Regions from separate parts of the Mus musculus genome. Here region 1 is linked to region 2. A link is a contact called in public promoter capture Hi-C data. All regions are on one chromosome and are shown on one strand. Each heading gives the region's core, a stretch centred on a gene start, on an enhancer-like site or on the middle of the called end of the contact. The rest is flanking DNA. Distances are from core to core; before and after follow the strand shown.

The links. Promoter capture Hi-C pulls out the DNA fragments that hold promoters and counts their contacts.
Region 1: a contact with region 2 is called in a promoter capture Hi-C map of second pharyngeal arch cranial neural crest, with 27 times the contacts expected there. The contact joins the promoter of Rfpl4b here to the promoter of 5930403N24Rik in region 2. A contact is called at or near these places in 12 of 39 promoter capture datasets (3T3-L1-derived adipocytes, the SN4741 cell line, cranial neural crest and 7 more), 1 of 15 datasets of contacts at CTCF or cohesin (large pre-B cells), 1 of 484 Hi-C or Micro-C datasets (embryonic fibroblasts), 16 of 115 datasets of contacts at active chromatin or transcription factors (the NIH/3T3 cell line, SST interneurons, T-cell acute lymphoblastic leukemia and 12 more) and 1 of 9 other capture datasets (adipose tissue).

The regions. Positions count from the first base shown.
Region 1 is chr10:38,820,008-38,823,577 of GRCm38.p6, forward strand. It overlaps Rfpl4b (ret finger protein-like 4B), which reads right to left and starts at 1,772. Exons shown (of 3, transcript NM_001177783.1): 1 at 1,685-1,772; 2 at 795-1,596; 3 at 534-697. The coding sequence starts at 1,596. The coding sequence ends at 796.
Region 2 is chr10:37,137,820-37,141,385 of GRCm38.p6, forward strand. 5930403N24Rik (RIKEN cDNA 5930403N24 gene) reads left to right here and starts at 1,713. Exons shown (of 3, transcript NR_166104.1): 1 at 1,713-2,926. Marcks (myristoylated alanine rich protein kinase C substrate) reads right to left here and starts at 1,107. Exons shown (of 2, transcript NM_008538.2): 1 at 615-1,107. The coding sequence starts at 716.

The DNA.
Region 1 (3,570 bases), core at 522-3,021, 1.7 Mb after region 2:
GGCAAGAGGCCTGGGGGAGAATCCCACCTGGTTTTCCCAGATGTTAGTGGGCATGGTGCTGGCTGGCCTCTGGGAATGCAGGCAGAGCTGAGAGCTAGACCACTGGCTTGCATCTTATGGCTCACTTAGCCTGCTTTTATAGAAAACAAGACCAATCAGCCTATGTGTAGCCGGACCAACAATGAGCTGAACATTATTGCATCAATCACTATTTTTTTTTGGGGGGGGGGGGTTGTTGTTGTTTTGTTTTGTTTTTTTTGTTTTTGTTTTTCGAGACAGGGTGTCTCTGTATAGCCCTGGCTGTCCTGGAACTCACTTTGTAAACCAGGTTGGCTTTGAACTTAGAAATCTGCCTGCCTCTGCCTCCCGAGTGCTGGGATTAAAGGCATGCGCCACCACGCTAATTTTTAAAATGCCCTACAGGCTTGTCTACAGCCTAATCTTATGGAGGCATCTCAATTCAGGCTCCCTCCTCTTAGGTAACTCCAGTTTGTATTAAGTTTACATAAAAACCAGTAAGCACGGATACTCTATATCCATAAAACATTGACAATATTTTACTGTAAAAAAAATATACAGTACACAGCTATTTGCCTACAACATAATTATCCCCAGAGTGATCTCAGGAGTCTATAGAGTTCATCAGAAGTCTTCCAAGTCTTAGTGCAATGCTTTACCTTGGTCCTCCAATCTTGCTCTGAAAGGAAGATTAAAAACTAATAATTGATGAATTACTCAAAGGCAGATGTTAACATGGGGGCACCACTTTTCCCTTCCACTGGCCTTTTCCTTACCTTAAAACAAAGGAATGAGCTCCAAAAAAGCAGAGATAATGATGCTCATAGGTAAAGTCGTTGCTTTTCCCATCACAAACTTGGTTTCTTCCATAGTCAAGGCTAGGAAAATCCCTACGTGGTAAAGGCCAGGGCTTCTATGGTGTCTTTCTGAAATAAAATTAACTCTGATTTCTCTCGTCTTCTCACCAAGCAACTGGAACTTATGTTCACGGAGTAAATAGATGTTCCTCCTGCTGACTGGTTCCTTGCAAATACCTGGAGCCCATTCGTTCCTTTTCTCCACATCAACTTCCCAGTGGCAGACTGAAAAAAAGTGGGAGTTGTCCACGACATGGGCTGAAGAAATGAATCTTCTGGGATCTTCCACCAAATTATGACCAGGCTTCCCACCCTTTAAATCATTAGAGGGTTCCCGGGAGGAGTCACCAGTCTTAGCTGCCAGAGCCGTATTCTCTGATACCAATCTCAGAAGTCCAGTGATCTGCCCTTTATGTTGCTTCAGTAAGGGGCCATGCTGCTTTAAAAGGATGGCCAGTTCTTTCATTACCCCATCATACTTGACAGGTCTCTTTTGTTCTTTTCGACACACGGGACAGGTCATTATCAAGTCTTCTTTCTTTGTCATCCATTTTTTACCGCAATCAAAGCAAAGTATGTGGGCGCAGGAGAGATAAATAGGATGAGAGTAAATGTCCAGGCAAATTGCACAGGTTGCCTCCATTTCCAAAATGTTTTCCATTAAGTTATCTTGTGAAACTTTTACATAGTGATGTTTAGAGTCCAAGTTCTCTTTCCTCATCTGAAAACCAAAGATAAAGACACAAACAAACGTTGTAGCCAGAGAGAAATAGGATTGTGAAGACAGACACACAGAAGTATCAGTTTACCTAGAGTTGGTGGTCTCCAGCAAAGGACTTAGGATCTGACCACTTGTGCTTCTGTATTTACTTGCTCAAGCTCTTGGTTGAAGTAATCAGGCGCTAGGGCTGGATGGAGCCTTATATAGTGGCTGTGACAGACTCCACCCACAATGAGCCATAAGCTCCACCCACAATGTGAGTCAAAAACTCCCTCTAAGAGTAAATCATGACTTTAAGTCCTACACTCGGAAGGCAGAGACAGATAGTTCTCTGTGAGTTTGAGGCCAGCCTGGTCTACAGAGTGAGTCAGCTAGAGCTACACAGAAAAACCCACTAAGTAATTAGATCATGCTGATTAAGATATTCATCATTTTACATATTTATCGGTTTAGAGGATAAGAACAAGTCTACTTTCTTGGTCATTTTCAATTGTAGGATACATTATTATTATTAATTATAGTCACCATGAATTCAACAGATTTGTAGAATTACTCCTCCTGTTTACCTAATATCCCTTCTTTTTCCTTAATATTCTTAATATTACTTCTCTGTCTGGTAAGAAAGGAAGAAAGGAAGAAAGGAAGAAAGGAAGAAAGGAAGAAAGGAAGAAAGGAAGAAAGGAAGGAAGAAAGAAAGAAAGAAAGGAAGGAAGGAAGGAAGGAAGAAAGGAAGGAAGGAAGGAAGGAAGGAAGAAAGGAAGGCAGGCTGGTGAGGTGGCTCAGCAGTTAAGAGCCCTGGCTGCTCTTCTGAGAGGTTCTGAGTTCAATTCCCAGCAACAACATGGTGGCTCATAACCATCTGTAAGGAGAACTGCTGCCCTCTTCTGGCATGTGGATGTATATGCAGCAGAGTACTCATACAATAAATAAATTTTTTTAAAAAGAAAAAAAAATGAAGAGAGGGAAAGGGATGAAAGGGAGGGAGGGAAGGAGGGGAAGGTATAAGTAATGTTGAGAACTTCCTGCTTCCACAGATATTTGGTTATAAAGAATGGGTGTGAAGGACTTGCAGGTCCCCTAGAAAGTCACTGTTCTGCAACACACTGGAATGGTGTGGCAAGCAACGGGTCTTGTCAGCAAAGCCCCCAGTGATGCACCCAACTAGTTGCAGATGCAGATGATACAGCAAATGCAGAACACTTTTGTTAGGCAGCATTCTCTAAAGTTCCCACAGAACTTACAGAATTTCTCTATATATTTAAATATATATATATTAGAATGACTTACAGTCTGCAGTCCAACTAATCCAACAATAGGCAACTGTGAATGGGAATTAAAGAATCCCATGAGGGTAGGTGTTTCAGCTGGTCTTCTGTATAAGCTAGAATCCAGAAGAAGTAGGTTTCAACAGACGTGCTGGCAAGTAAGTGCAAGCAGGCAAAGGAGAGTGAGTCTTTCTTCTTCCAGTGTCCTTATGTAGGCCTCCAGCAGAAGGTACGGCCCAGATTATAGGTGTGCACCACCACACCTGGACCTAAACTGTTCTTTACTTGGAACTTGCTCTGTCCCAAGCTGGGCTTGAACTCAGAGATCTTCTTGCCTTTGTCTCCTGGGATTAAAAGTGTGTACCAGCATGCCTGGGCCTAAACTTTTCACTGCCACTATGTCTCAAGATCTGGATGAAAAGCACGTGTCATTCCACGTCAAGTTTCAGATCAAACACCCGCGTCTTCAAGACCTGGATCACAGTGTGCCCTCCATTTCTGGATTGTAGTTCATTCCAGATGTAGTTAACAACTGGGAATATCCATCACACACTTCTCCTCCATTTTCTACTCCATAAGGATGAGATGCATTCCATGTTTTCCATTTACTCTATGAGGCTGTGGTAATGAATCCATATTAGGTAAGAAACACCAAAGAAACTATCATTTCTCATTGGTCTGCTCATTTTCCAGTTGGCTCTAGCAGTGG
Region 2 (3,566 bases), core at 463-2,962:
GAGGGGAAGGGCCATCGCAAAGGCACTTGGAAAAGCTGCCTGTCCGGCTCTAACCAGCCACCTTTCCAAGAACCCGAGGCATACTGCCTCTGGATACAATAAGACAAGCCTTCTCAGCTTGCCTTTCTCCACCGCCATCCGCGTTGGCTCCCCCCTTCCTACACACACATACACACGCGCGCGCACACACACAACCACACCAGAAATCTCAAAGACGACCCAATCTCGACAATAAATACGTGAGCCACCCAAACACCACTGTGGCCCCAAATACAAATGCAACCTGGAGGGGCGTTGGGGGGGGGGTGCATCTAACTAGTCACGTTCAGCCAATCTCCAAACCACGCCATTTTAGACGATTTATCACTCTTCCTCCGGTCTACTCAAGAATTGGCCAGGATCCTTAGGAACCACTCCTTTGGGGTGGGGGTGGAGGGTACCCTTCCTATGAAAAATTGACAATTTAGGCTATCATTACCCATTCAACTTTCAGACTAGAATCTGGCTAGGCTCCCCTCCCTCGAATGCATCTCGGGCGCGACCAGAGGGAAGACGAGGCGTCCAGATTAGAGAAAGACACCCAAGAAATGCCAAGAACCACAGGTAGAATTTACCTGCCCATTTGCTTTGGAAGGCGACGAGGCCACAGCCGCCTCCCCGGGCCTCTCGGCGGTGGCTTCTCCCTTCGCTGCGGTCTTGGAGAACTGGGCACCCATGCTGGCTTCTTCAACAAAGAAACTCAACAGATCCAAGAGAGGAAACAAAGAGCCTTCGGTTGGTGTAACGACGGGGCGAGCAGCAGCAGCAGCAACAGCGGCGGCGGCACACACACCGGAGGGAGGGGGTGGGGGTGGCGAGGAGGACAGAAGAGACCCGATTAAATACTCCGGATAAAAAATTTTTAGTCGAAGAGATCAAAAAAGCAGCAGCGCAGGAAGGAGGGAAAAAGGTGGAAAAGTCGAGCACAAAAAAGGAGCCCAAGTGTAGTTTTTTTAAAAAAAGAAGTAATAAAAAAAAATCCCAGATTTGTAGCCGCACTGTAGACAAGAGGAAAATGGAGAAATCTCCCTGGTTGCTAATAAGATGCGGGGTCCAACGCCCAAGTGCACAGATGAATGGGCTCGCGGGCGCTGACGCGGCCCCCGCGCGCGCTGGCCAATCCGCGCGCCGCACACAAAGCAGGGGGCGGGGCCTGCGCTCCGGGCGAACAATGGAGCCGCGCTTTGCAAACGGTTTGAAAATCAGCCTCAGACCAAGAATTAATGTCTTCCAAATAAATAAATCAATTAAAAAATACGTGCTTCTCGTCTCCCTCGGCCTGAAAATAATAATGCATGTCTTGATTGGCTTGCTTTGTTTGGAATTAATTAACGCGGGAGGGGGTACTTATGGATGGGGGCGGAGAAAGCTTTAACTTGACTCGCATTGACTCTTGCCGGTCTATATCCGCGTCTGTCTCTAGCCATTCTCTCCCCTCCCCCATCTTTCCCGTGTGTTTACGTGTATAAGTGTGTATACGAGTGTTAAAGACAATGGGTAGGATTTGTGTGCTAGCAGCATTTTTTCCCTCCGCACTCCATAAGGGTTTCACAGATAGTGCGCAAGGATTTTTTTTTTTGGGGGGGGGTGTTTCTTTTTTTAAAAAAACTGCTGCAATTGTTAAATCGTCCCACACTGAAAGGTATTTAAACCACGAAGATCGAATTTCATCTAGCAAGATCTCCAGTTGGAATTAGGTCTGTAGGCCAGATGTGGGAAACGCAAAAACAGCAAACAGCCTAAGCCATGCTCGTTCCTTTCTCTCCTAGAGGCGTGAAATAAAATATTTTGAAATTGGTCCTTGGAGCACCTCAAATCGCGTCTCTCCAACTATTCCAATTACCGATCACTTTTCCACAAAACATTGTGAGGACCATTTTCAGAAGATCGAAACTTGCTAGCATGTTATCACTGTAAGAAACGACATCATTAATTTTCCTCTGTGGTAAAACTAGACCGAGCCTTGAGTGTACGAATCCATATTTACAGTTGGGAGGCAGCTACTCTCGTCGACACGGGTTGTTTTCCTAGCCTGCTGCCAACATCGGAGGGACTCTCATTTTGAACTTGTCTGTGCACAGCATCAAGTGTGCTCCTGGAAGAGAGGCAACAGCGAGGAAATCCTAAAAGACCGAGTCCTAGTCTCAGAAGAAATCGCCTGCAAGGTTGAGAGACAGAAAGAAAATCCCTGGAGACTCCACGTCTAACCCAGGCTAAAGGCAAAGCTCTACAGCGGTGTGTAGGATATCTCTCTCGTTCGCTACAGCCCTTGCCACCGAAGTACCAGACGCTTTTAGTGTGTGAAAGACCAGGCGTTGATTTAATGTATCTGGAAGGGAGAGGGGATAGAGGATGCAACTTAATAAATATTCCTCTAGTCTCGCTCATGAAAACATCCAAAACATCTTTCGGCGTTTGCATTTAATGACTGCAACGTGAACGATGGAGGCGAGAAGCAGTCGAGGGAATGGCTCGTTTCTCTTAGTGTTGGCTCGGAATTGTCAAACAGTTACTTTCTGTTCATTGTAGGGAAATAGGTCACACTTTGAGTGAAAAGGACAGTTGGTTCAAGCCAATAACCCTTTGTTCAAGTGCTGTTTGACAGTCCCTGAGCAGAACATCGTTGCGTGAAGTTTCATCTCCTGTCCAGTACCTTTAGATACATTATTAAATCCCAAAGTCATATTCCACGGAGCGCCTGGAAGGAATATTTCGTCGAAACGCGTCTTGCCAACCAACGTGTTAGCACCCGTAAGGAAGCCTGCTGGACTGGCCCGAGAACCCGGCCGCCAGGATGGACACGAATCCCTCATTAGCAGTTCCAACTTGAAAAGTCAACTGGGCTGGTCCAACACCACCATCCAGGAGATTCCCAAAGGCTCAAAAGGCAATCTGTGCACCCACCCCACGGGAACCTTGCCCCTTCCTCTGCGTCTCCCTCCGGTTTTAAATTGGGATGATTGCTAGTTCGCTTTCGGATTTTTTCTCCCAGACATTCGGGGGCTGCTTTTGTGGCTCCTTTGTTAACAGGCTGTCGTGCAGCTTTCCCCCCTTTTCTTTCTCCAATGCCTATTTGCCTGGTATCGGCTCGTCTCCGGGGCAACCGCGGGGAAGATTCGGAGCCCCAGGCGCCGGGAGGGGGAAGGGGCGGAGCCCGGCGGAGTGGGGGCGGGGAGGGGCGCGAGAGGAGGGGCGGAGGGAGTGGGTCAGGAGGAGACCCCAGGACCCACGAGGAGCAGATGGCCGCTCCGGGGCGGAGCCCGTGAGCGTCAGGGGAGCGGGAGAGCCAATCCGTCCCTGCAGCAGCGCGGGAGAGAGCCAACGAGAGTAAACACGCGGGCTGTCCCCCCCCCCCCCCCCCCGCGGTCCCTACTTTGCAGCTGAAGACGTGATTTCCTTTGGATAAGAAAGCTCATTGCCAGTGTGGTTGGAAAGCTGGCGGTCCCCGGGAGAATGGGTTGGGAGGCGGGTTTGGGCGGAGCTCTGAAATCTCCCTCTCCCTTTCCTCCCCTCCCACCCCGACTCAG